Linked DNA regions of Mus musculus: region 1 is linked to region 2. The links are chromatin contacts, called in public HiChIP or PLAC-seq maps. All regions are on one chromosome and are shown on one strand. Each heading gives the region's core, a stretch centred on a gene start, on an enhancer-like site or on the middle of the called end of the contact. The rest is flanking DNA. Distances are from core to core; before and after follow the strand shown. Region 1 overlaps Parm1 (prostate androgen-regulated mucin-like protein 1). Region 2 has its middle 6.1 kb from the start of Pf4.

What was found. HiChIP or PLAC-seq counts read pairs in DNA pulled down with a chosen protein or histone mark.
Region 1: an HNF4G HiChIP or PLAC-seq map of pancreatic cancer cells shows a contact between it and region 2. The contact joins two enhancer-like sites. A contact is called at or near these places in 2 of 39 promoter capture datasets (both in liver) and 1 of 115 datasets of contacts at active chromatin or transcription factors (pancreatic cancer cells).

What each region holds. Positions count from the first base shown.
Region 1 is chr5:91,614,190-91,620,322 of GRCm38.p6, forward strand. All of the region lies in intron 3 of Parm1 (prostate androgen-regulated mucin-like protein 1), which reads left to right. Among named protein-coding and RNA genes, the nearest start is that of Gm36222, 91 kb to the right of the region's middle. Within about 2 kb of position 3,307, at least 47 of the 459 cell types and tissues checked have an H3K27ac peak or open chromatin away from gene starts, as enhancers often do. A contact at or near this core is called in pancreatic cancer cells, where this site is marked.
Region 2 is chr5:90,775,548-90,781,581 of GRCm38.p6, forward strand. No RefSeq gene overlaps it. Among named protein-coding and RNA genes, the nearest start is that of Pf4, 6.1 kb to the left of the region's middle. Within about 2 kb of position 2,209, at least 17 of the 459 cell types and tissues checked have an H3K27ac peak or open chromatin away from gene starts, as enhancers often do. A contact at or near this core is called in pancreatic cancer cells, where this site is marked.

The sequences.
Region 1 (6,133 bases), core at 2,057-4,556, 840 kb after region 2:
TAGTTTGGGGTCCTGTCATTTATCCTTTCTGTTCCTTCATTACTTCAATCCCAATGCTGTCAATGTTTATTATATGTTTCATATAGTTATTTACTTGTTTATTCCCTCCCTCACAAATATTCGAGCTTCGTGGACTAGATCTCATGTATAAGCTCAATAGACACAAAGGTGGTACTTCAAATAGTAGTGAAAAAGATAAGATCACACTGTCGAATGGCACTGTGTGCATGCACACACACATACACACCATACACCAAATCATACATATACATACACACACAACAAATACACACATCATAAACCACACACTATACACACACCATATACATACGAACAATGTCAGACACACATTCATCATTCAGACACACACATCATACACAAATACCATATACATATACACCAGTCACACACAGAGCAGACACAAATACACACACACACACACACACTTCTGTTTTACTTCCTTTTACCATAGCTGTGTTCCTCACAGAGCATCTACCTCTCCTGCCTCCCCTGAGTTTGCTCTCTATAGTGAACACATCCACTCAGCAACCCTTTCAGCTCCTGTGGTCACCCCAGCCCAGCCCCAATCGGAGCAGTCCCCCTCCTCCTTTCCTTATATTACCTCATTTTCTAGCATGTGAAGTCAAATCAGTCTAATAATGGCATCAAGAATGAGTGGCTTGTCACATCGCCTCCATCTACCAGGTACAAAGGACAGTTTTCAAGGAAAAAATGGAAATGCCCCAAGAGCAGGCCCTCTGCCATCATTGGCAAAATGGTAGGCTAGGAAGAATCTTGGTAGCACAGTCACAGATACACAATACACACACACACACACACACACACACACACACACACTTACTGAGCACCAGCAGGCATCTCTCTGAACAATGGATGGAGACACGTGAGTGAGGTAACAGCATCCTACCATCACAGAATGTACCACACTTAGAAAATTAGCAGGCCATCACTGTTTGCACTGTGCACTTATGAAAAAATGTACAAAATGTTAAATTAAAACACTATGCTCCCCAGCTCGAAGGCCAGATAAATTCAGGGCTACAATTAAATGAGTTTCTGCTTCTCTCTCCCACGTCTCTCCTTTTCAAATAAAGATGGTCCACAGTGATGCAAACAGAAGGATGCTACTTTCTATTAATCGACTCAGATTAGGCACTATAAACATAAGGATAAGGTAGTCACACACAGGCCTTAGAAACTCCCCCACAGAAAGCCCCTTTCTACTTCTCCGTTACATTTTGGGGGGAGAAATGGCGATACAAGGAGGTTAATTGTTTTCATGAGTTTTAGGCCACGCTAAGTCCCTTCAAATGTCACTTTGCCAGATTCTTGGGAAATGCTTCTCATTAATCCTCCATCAAACACATAGACAGCTCCATTGATGTCTGCCTCCCTCCCACTTTGTGAGTGTGCATGTATGTGTATGTACATGTGTATGTGTGTGTGTGGATGCACAAAGTGAACTCGTACTTGCGGGTATGACACTACTCGTGTTCTGCTTCTCTCATCTCATATTTCTAAGAACAATACCACTCAACTGTTCTCTTATCAGATGAACTCTTATCAGTTGGCCACTAACTGAGCCCCAGGTCATAAGGGAGCTGTTAGCTTATGGCCTAGATCCTCAGACTAGAGCCCTAGCAGAGCCAGTGTCCCTATGAGTGCAAAGTCACTGCCAAATGCCCCCTCACCTCCCAAACATGGTGCCCCTTGCAAGCTCTGCTGACAGGGCTTGGTGCCTTTCCCTTTCCCTCCAAGCCATTGATGAACTCATCAGCCATCTGCTTAAACACTCAGCTCTCCAGTGGCCTATGACCTCGAGCTTTGTCACAGAGTCTTCTGCCTGGAGAATTGTATCTTTTAATAAGCTGAGCCATCAAGGGCTGTGGCTTACACAACTGAACTGCCCTGAGCATCTTTGAGCTCTCCAGTTGTGGGCCCACCTTGACCAGCAGCTGTTTCACATGAAAAGGGGAGACAGGAGCTCTTCCTTCAAGTTCAAGACCACACTAGTCTTTTTGCTGTCACTGTCAAGATTCATTTAAGGTTGAGGTGATGAATATAGAATGTTCAAGGAGACCACAGCATGGTGGTAAGCACAGGACCTATGGGCAAGTGTCTCAGTCTACACTGTCTCCTTCTTTAAAATGGGACTATAACAAAACACTTACCTCCAGAGTGTGGTAAGGATTAAATTAGGACAGCCACATATGTTCAGTGGAGAGGCTGAGGGGCACCACTAAATGAAGTTGCTTGCTGTGGCATCTGTTGGTTTCAGAACTGTGCATGTCATGTAATGTGATACATGGTAAGCTTCAATATGAGGCTGGAAGAACAACTATGTCCTTGGCATCCCCACTTGGTGGACACATACACACACAAACGCATAGGAGAAAGGACGAAGAGGATGGAGCAGGAATGTCACCCTGTGTTGTGTGGCAGCTTTCATGTGATGCTGTTTATAAATGAGATTGCACTCGTGCTAGACATTCGTAAGCAGAAACAGTCTCAGGCAATCTCTGCTCCAAGGCTCATTTGCAAATTTAACGGGAAGCAAGCCCTCCCTACCTCTTGCAAAAGGGTGTCTTTAATTAGTGATGATTGAAGTACGGTACAAAAGTCAGTTCTGTTTTGTTTAAATTGCTCAAATCTGCTCAGGTAGGAGATAATCTCCCCACACAAGAGCCCGTATCTGCAGAAGTGGATGAAGCTGTGACTAGGTAGCCCTTCACAAAAATAAATGTGAACTTGATTTTTCAACACAGCAGGGCCTGGCTCTTCAGATGCCTTTGTTAGAAGTTCTCTGTCTTGCTTTGTATCTCACAGTGGCTGCAGATTGCTTCTGCTTGTTGGGTTTAATGACTAGCCCTGGCCAGCTGTGACGGTCAGGATCTTTTAGAATTTGTTGTCCATATGCTGAATATTTTCAGATTAGCTTTTGGAAATTTTGGGTGGCTAGTTTACTTGATCCCCACCTCCTTGGCTCTCTGGGCTCTGCTGTATAAAATTGCTATTTGGGGAGCATATTACAGACGATTTCCAGAGCTCCTGAGTCTGAGTCTGATTCTGAAGGTCTCTATGGGGCCCTTACATCTACATTCTTAGCTAGCCCATCAAGGATACTGGAGCTGAGGGTCCAAGAACCATACTTTAAATCGTTCCGCTTTGTAAGAGATACTTTGCTGTGGAGGTTCCCCCAGACGTACAGCCCTATCCCTTCATGCTTCTGTGACTCTGTACAGACCAGGAGGTATTTGATTCATCCCTTTTTAAATTCCAAAGTGATGACTCCAAAGTGGCCTCCTCCAACCCTCCCTCCCCATATCGAGTTCCTGGATACACCTCCCTGTTCTGTTCCATGTGCTTTCCAGAAAGTAGCCATGTGTCCCAGCCTCTTCCACCAGAGCCATTTAAAGCCTCTAGTCTGGCCAAAGCTGACATGCTGTAATTCCATTGGGACATTTCTTGGATGAAACAATGATCTGGGTGAGAAAGTTGGGGTGTGACAGCAATATTTATTTCTAATGAGGAAGAACTAAGAGTGAGGAAGTGGGAGCCATTCTCTGATCACTGTTCACACTGGATCTGTTGACAGAGGCGGAGGCCTCCAGCCCTCTTCTGTGCCAATGGTCAGACAGGTGGCCTCTCACAGATAACTAACTTTAAAAACTAGAAGGAGGAAATGTGAAAGTGTGAATGAAGGGGGCTGATTGTTGAAAGATAGTTTTGAAAATACTAGCTTGGAAAAAAATGGACTGTGAGAGATACCGAAAACAATGTTTGCTTGGAAATGTGCCCACCATTGGGACTTTGGTAGAAAGAGGCAGGACTGCTAAAAGCTGAGCTGTGATCATCAGCCACCAACTTGCTATCGTGACTGCTGTTGAGTAATTCTGGTCCCCGTGGCCTCGATTTCCACAGCTTTAAGACCATGATGCAGAGTGTTAATGCCCTAACTTGGACAGACAGTTATGCGAGCACTGACCTTAAATGACGCTGTGTGGTGGACTGATGGAATCCACCGTCAGTATTGCCTGCAACCTTTCCATGGATTGAAACATCCAACATGAAAAGTTGATTTTATTTTTATTAGGGACATGGTAGATCCCACACAGATGTCCTGGCTCTAAGACCTTTGCCCTCATTGCCACCTCTGTCTTTAGAATGTGTTCCAGACAATCCACAGGACTCATCCCTCACCTCCCAGGAGTCCGCTAAGTGATACCTTCATGAGGCCTTCATGAGACCTTCTCTGGGCACTGTTCAGAACTGAAATCCTCACCTCCCACTGGGGATTCCTCATGCCTTTCTTTAATTTCCCCCATACATGGGGGGTGGGGGGAATTACCTTACTACCACCTACCTTGTAACGTGGCTATTGTGCCGGCATCCCAGAATGTAAAGTCCCTAAGGACAGGCATCTGAGTGTATTCAGTTGGTAACGGTGTCCCCTGGTTTCCCAAACAGGGTCCCTTAGACTAATTTTTCAGTGAAGGGAGCTAGGCAAAGATAGAACAATTAGCAACAGGGAGCCACTGGTAGAAACAGAAAGAGGACAGAGGGACAGTCTCATGGACATCTTTGCTAATGGAAGATAAGAGTCTGATGCTTAATTACTAACAGCTAATGACTGCAGCACTCTCCCCTGAACTAAGTCCGGTCTTAATATCTGTGTTTCCTTCCTGCTCAGCTGTGATAAGCACTAATGATTGAAAAGTGAGGTCTCCTCTGGCAGAGGAGAGGACTGGGGGTGAATTCATCAACCTAGGTGGAGGTTTGCCAAGAGCTGGCCTGTACCCGTGGACAAACATCAGGTGTTCTCTAAAGTCTGTTTAAACACAAAGAAAGCGTGAAGCTACACTCGCCTACAAGGACAATTAGGTACTAATAAAAAGATTAGAGGATAAAATAAGAGACTGCTCCCTATTTCCCTCTCAGGTTCTGCATTTAGCTAAGGACACTGTACAGTACAGGAGGCATAAGGTGCCATTGAGCGGGACACTGTGGGCACTGAACTAAGTGCCGGAAAACCACAGCATGGCACAGGGTCCGGCCAGCATTATTATCCTTCCTCTCTTTAAGTCGAGAGGAGCCTTTGCCCTCTGGCTTTCTTTACTGAGATTTATTATTATTATTATTATTATTATTATTATTATTATTTTGCCAGTGTTGCCTCAAGCCGTAAGAACCCTTTCTAATATTGACCAACCTTAACATCTGCTATTTATATGCTACTAGACATAAACAGTCACCTTCAAATATTTACACTATAACCACAGCATCAGAGGCAACACATTAATCATGCAGATATTTAGAGAGAAAGTAAGATGTAGTCTGTCCCTAAGAAGTTCGTTTAAGGGGAGACAGTTTGCAGCAAATGGAAACCATTGTGATGTAAGGCAGGTACCCGTCTGTATTGATAAATCACATGAGCAAGATGGCATCACTCATACCAACTGCTCTTCAGGTTGAGATAAAGCAGTGCTGACAGGGGCAAGATGTGCTTTTATTATTGAATCTCCCATTAAATACATTGACAAACCATCTAAGTTCCTTTATGCCTACTTTCCTAATTTTGGAGTAGGGGGAAGTTTCCCTTTTTCCGTCTTAGACTCTGCTTACACAGGTCCATCTGGAAACTTCCTTGTGTCCAATCACCTCATGCCATGGTTTAAGAAGCGCTGGCCCAGACCTTCAGAAAGGTTCAAATGCCCCCTAACTAGCCTCCCCATGTCCCATACCCACAGCTATGTCCTTTCCTCCATCCACAGCAACATCAGATTTACCCGTCTACCTCGAACCCCAACATATCCAGTTCATGTCTCGGCCCCTGAATTTATTCAGAGTCAACCCTGTGGGTTCAAAGCATTTCCTATTTTTCTCACTTTATTTCCCCCCATTTTGGCAGATCCATCTCCCTTGCATCTCTTTCCTCACTTAGCATGCACTGTTCAAATGTAAAGAAATGTAAAGAAAAACGGAAGCCAAGGCCAGTGCTTTTCTTCGTGTTTGTGCAGCAGATGCTACTGTCAGTACAGCAAACTCAGGTGTAGCCCTGTCCCAAATGCCTAAAATAACCACAGACTGTAAGGCTTGGTGACCAGAGGAGTTT
Region 2 (6,034 bases), core at 959-3,458:
ATGAGCAAGGGCATTGGAGGAGGATTTTGCCACCTGGGAAATCCTGCAGTATGCAGCAGCAACAACCCCTGCCTTTGGACATTTATGGAGTGATAGAGCTAAGTTGCCCTTAAATGTCCTCTGCTTCCAGCCTTGCTTTCTAAGTGGTATATGGGGACAATCAGCAGAAAACATCCACAAACCCAGCCCTCACTCCACAGCCATGGACCCTATCAACCAACCAAAACCACACAAGTGTGTGTTGCTGTCCACAGATCTCTGTTTTTGTTATCTTCGCTTTTCGCCCCCGCCCCCTTATAAGGCTTTTGCAGTTGAAAACAACTTCCTCTGTAATGCACGGTGCATTACAGAGTGAGTTGGTGAGTTGGTTTTAAAGATATGCATCTATAAAGTTTGCAAGACCAAGATAACCGACTAGGCCATCTTCTGCTATGCAGCTAGAGAAACGAGCTCTGGGGGTACTGATTAGTTCATATTGTTGTTCCACCTATAGGGTTGCAGACCCCTTTAGCTCCTTGGGTACTTTCTCTAGCTCCTCCGTTGGGGGCCCTGTGTTCCATCCTATAGATGACTGTGAGCATCCAGTTCTGTATTTGCCAGGCACTGGCACATAGCCTCAGCAGGGCGGGGGGTGGGGGGACGGTATAGGGAACTTTCAGGATAGCATTTGAAATGTAAATAAAGAAAATATCTAATAAAAAATAAATAAAGGCAAAAAAGTACACAAACTAAGTTAAAAAAAGATATGCATCTATAGTACTCTCGTGTTCTTTAGAGGTAAAAGAAATTAGACAAGAAGGGCAAAAATTTTAAGCCTGAAATTTCAACAGAAAGCCTGGTGCCGCAAATAATTCCTTGGCGTGGGGATGGGGGGATGTCTAGCACGATAGACACTTGGTAACAACAGAAACATTCAAATAATAAAACCATAATTGTTTTTTTTTTTTTTACCATTTTATAAAATACACATGATGCCTGATGAACAGTGAGGTAAACCACCTTTCTAGTAAAGAGCAATTGGATATTTTCTTTATTTACATTTCAAATGTTATCCCCTTTCCTGGTCCCCCGTCCTCCCCTCCCCCGGAAACCACCTATCCCACCCTCCCTCCTCCTGCTTCTATGAGGGTGTTCCTCCATCCACCCACCCACTCCTGCCTCCCCACCCTCGATTCTCCTACACAGGGGCATCTATCAAGCCTTCATAGGACCAAGGACCTCTCCTCCCATTGATGAATGACAAGGCCACCCTCTGCAACATATGCAGCTGAAGCCATTGATGTACTAAGTTCGGGTCATCTTATGCTACTGTAACAAAATACTACAGAATCATAATTTAAAATAACTGAAATGTATTTGGCTTCTGATTCTGGAGGTTTTGGGTTCCAAGATGGAGAGGCTACATCGGCTGAGGGTCTTCTTGCAGTCTCATAGCATTCTGCAAGGAAAAAGAAGGAGGAGGGAAAAAGGAAGAAGAGGACAAAAAAGGAGGAGGAAGAAGAGGAAAAGGAGGAAGCAGAGGAAGAAAAAGACGCTCCCCCCCAAGAGACAGAGACCATTCTGACCCCATCCTTCCCAGGAACCCACCTCAGCTACAATGAGTCTTCTGTGATAACAGAACCGACCCACCCGATCCAGTTGTGAGACCCAGGCCTCACCGGCTGATCAGCTCCTAAGTCCTGCCCTCTCGGCACCTTTGCCCCGGGATTAAGTTTCCAGTATAGGAAGAGGGTGAAGAGACATGTTCAAACAACACTTGAACAAACTTCCTCTCTGAGGCAATGTGACATAGGGATTATTCTATCAATATACGTGTTGTTATTGCAGCCTCTGTGGTCAAAGGAATGCGACCTGAATGTAGCACAGTCATCAGGCAGGGTAAGAACGATCAGCTCCATCAGCTGCGGTCAAGAATCAGTATTTAGTCGCAAGGAATTCTGGAGAAATGAGGAATGAATCCCTTTACCCTCAGAATAGCTGCATCTTAATCCATTTCCACTTTAAATCAGTCCATGGGCATCTGATCGCTTCCCCACCCTCCTCTTCATTTTTGATTCAGATGAACGCCTGACAGAGCGCAACTAAGTAAATACCCACCAACTAATAACGAGCGGGAGAGGAACAGTAATGGCACAGTTGAGGGCTGGAGACAAAACACACTACGGAACTTAAGGACACTGTCTTCAACTGCTGACCTTGTTATGTTCCCAGGGAGCACCAAGTTACTCATAGCACGGAACACACCCTCCCCCACCCCCACCCCTGGCACCGCCCTGGTTTGTTGGATGCTTCCGTTCTTGTCACATTGGTTACTAAGGAATCTACCACTCGTTCAGTGCTTGCCCAGAGTTCACCCATTTGCCCAGCCTCACCCTCTGAGCACATGCCCACATGCCGGGATGGTAACTTGCACTCAGAAGGCAAGCACTTCTTTCTTTGCTTTCTCTGCTTAACGAATCTCCATAAAACAAAGCCAGGCCACCCTTTCCACCCTGTGTAACTGAATCTTAAAAGTCTATAGTGTCCTTAACTATTCAGAAACGTCTATCCAGGAGCTAATTCAGTTGCAAATCAGCAATGCTTCTGTCCTTTAAAATCAGTATCCCCGTTAGACCAAGTTTCAAAACTAGCCTGAGGGTGTGACTCCACCAAAGGTCCTCCCACTGTCTTGCCTACTCCCATTTTTACCTCAATAAAACACATTCATTAAAAAGCTGTTTGAACCTCTCATCCCCCACCCCTCAGATAGAATCTAGAAGCAAAAAGCCATCAAAGATATTTCTGATCAGAAGTTAGAAGATAATAAACATAAAAATAATGCTGTAAAGATAAACGTAAAAATCCAGTTCTTATAGTGATCCATACTTTTTCTGGTTAAAAATTAGACCTTCATGTTATGTATGCAAGTTTCATTTGAGGTTTATATATTCATATTTCAAGTTCCTTAATTTTATTTATGATTACATAATATCAGTCTCAATACTATTTTTATTTCCAAGAAAAATCTTTTATGTAACATTTCCCCGGGGGGAAATTTTCTTACTTCTTTTCTGTTGTAACTTTGGCAATCCTCCATTTCTTCTTTTTCTCCTCTAATGACATGCTCTTATAATGACCACCCGTCCCAGGTTAGGAGACAAATGTAAAGATTCTGGTTTATATGGGCTTAGAGGTTGGACAACAAACAGTTCGGTATCCAATTCTCCAAAGTACACACCTTAAAAAACAGGTGTTTAAATAAAAGGGTGAATTTGCTTATTGTATTGGACTGCATCATTCCTGTGTTAAAAACTTTGCAATTTTGATCTAAAAAAGATTTCATTGATTCAAGTGGCATTTAATGAGAAAATAATGATGCCAACACCACCTTTATTGTTTTTTTTTTTTTCATTTACAAAACCAAGTGACTTTGATTCAGTTGTTCCCACGAGTCCACTTCTACTAATCTACAAGAGTTGGCCGGTCCCACAGCATGCTTCACTCTTCTGGCACTTTCTGCAGATGAACCAGACTCGATGACTGTCCACTGAGAACTTGCTTTTACGTCAGTCAGTGTTGATCTGGCTTTGGAGAACATCACAGCAAATTTTCTTCTCGTTTTTCCCTCAGTTACAAGAAGTACACAAGAGATTCAGACAGTATGATTAATGCCAAAAGCAAACTGTTTAATCCTATGAAACACGATGAAGTGTCCCAACTAAGGCAAAAAATATTTTGGATTTTTGCGTTTGAGTAAGTATCTACTCAACAGCAACAACAAAAATCCAATTTCCTTTCTTGAAAGTTAGCTGGTAGAGCACTCAGGTCTGTTAATTACATTTGGGTGCTGTTCTAAGTTGGTTTAGGAGCTTACAATTTTAAATTTATAAAACTTGCAAAGCAATATGGTATCTATGAACCTTTCTTATGGCTTCTCCACTGTGACTCTATGGATACTGAGCATTGCTATGGATACCACTGTGGTCAAATTAGAGAAACAACAGGCACACACAGTTTTAGCAGAACTCTAGACTTTACTAGGACTTGGACTTTTTTTGCTATGTTTTTCATGTCTTCTTTCTATACCAGAAGCTGATCCAAGGTACTGTATCACAATAACTTATAACATCTCAGAGTTTCTGTTTTTTTCTAATTATTTCATGATTTTAATAATTTTGAAGGACATTACTCAGTTTTAAATATTATTCTGATTGTATCTGGAGAGAAAGACACAGAGAAAGGGAGAGACTGTGACAGAGAGACAGACAGAGATAAACAGACAGAGAGAGAGAGAGAGAGAGAGAGAGACAGACAGACAGATAGAGACAGAGACAGAGACAGAGACAGGGACAGAGACAGAGACAGAGACAGAGACAGAGACAGAGACAGACAGACAGACAGGCAAAGACACAGAGAGACAGAGATTAGATTCAGCTATAACTTTTAGAAGACCACACATGTCCTTCTCAGGAGGTCATAACAGTGTACATGGCGTCTTACTGATGAGGGCACACTTCACTAGCTGTCGAAGGTGGATGCTTCCAAGCTTCTCTACAAAAAAGTTGCTACTCTTACAGACGTGGGCAACTTGAGAAAATATGACAAGTTGCATCATTGCTGTAGAAGAAAAGTTAGTTATGCACTTCTGAAACCCAGCTACAAAACATACAGCCATTTGTTGTGCTTCCTTTTAGAATACGGAAGACTGTATCACTCAACCAAGTTTGTAAATTACCAGTCTCCCGAAATTATGAATTATGTATCACAGAGCTTTTTGTCTTTGGGTTTGATTTCCAGGCTTAATGACACATGTTGGCGAAGTAACCTAACCTCTTGGCTTTAGTTTCTTATTTAAAATTCCATAAGGATAACAATAATATTTGCTTTAGAGTGTTGTTTTTATGACTGAATATGCCAACACTTGTAAAGTGCTTAGAAGAACGTAAAATAAACCCTCTGTGCCTTGGGGAAGGTATAAATATTTACTAACATGACTCGGTGTGTGTGTGTGTGTGTGTGTGTGTGTAAACTAACTCAGTAACAAACACAGCATGCTTTGTGTTTTCCAGAATTCCATAAGCTGATATAGCTATTAGTTTATCAAAGAGTGGAAAATTTCAAGAACTGGCCATGCTTGTTCCATACACAAAAGATAAACTATCAAACCTATTGACTGATAATTGTCTTGCCTGCAAGATAGGTTCATGCAATCGTGGTAAGGGCTTTTGGGAGTAGCCAACCAATATCTGACTTGACTTAAGGCCTACTCCAAGAGATGGAACCTAGACCTGACACTGCTTGGGTAACCAAGACACTGAGACTAGGTGACTAGGGACAAGGGGAAAAGCAAATACTACTGTCACACACACACACACACACACACACACACACACACGTAAAGATGTCTCTCAAGGACCTGCTGCTCTACTTGTAGATCAGTGCCTTGCACAGGCATCATCAGAGAAGCTTCCTCCTGCAGCAGATGGGGACAAAGACAGAGACACACAGCCAGATATTAATTAGACAGAGAATGAGAGACCTTAGAACACACCCCCCTAAACAGGATGACTCCAACAAATCCCTCACCTCAGGGCTCATAGAACCCTGCAGAAGAGGAAACAGAGAGAGTATAAGACCCAGAGAAGTTTTGGTGGGGACTGCATTGAATCTGTAGATTGCTTTCGGCAAGATGGCCATTTTTTACTATATTAATCCTGCCAATCCACAAAGCCAGATATGGCTGTCTCCTGAGAGGCTCTGCCAGAGCCTGACAAATACAGAGGTGGAAGCTTGCAGCCAACCACTGGACTGAGCTCGATGGAGGAGTTGAAGAAGGGCCTGAAGGAGCTGAGGGGGTTTGCAACCCCATGGAGGGAGCAACAGTGACAGCTGGCCAGACCCTGGAAGCTCCCGGTGACTGGACCACCAACCAAAGAATACACATGGAGCAACCCATGGTGCTGGCCGCATATGTGGCAGAGGATGGCCTTGTTGCACATCAGTGGGAGGAGAGGCCCTTGAGCCTGAGGGTGTTCGATACCCCAGTGTAGAGGAA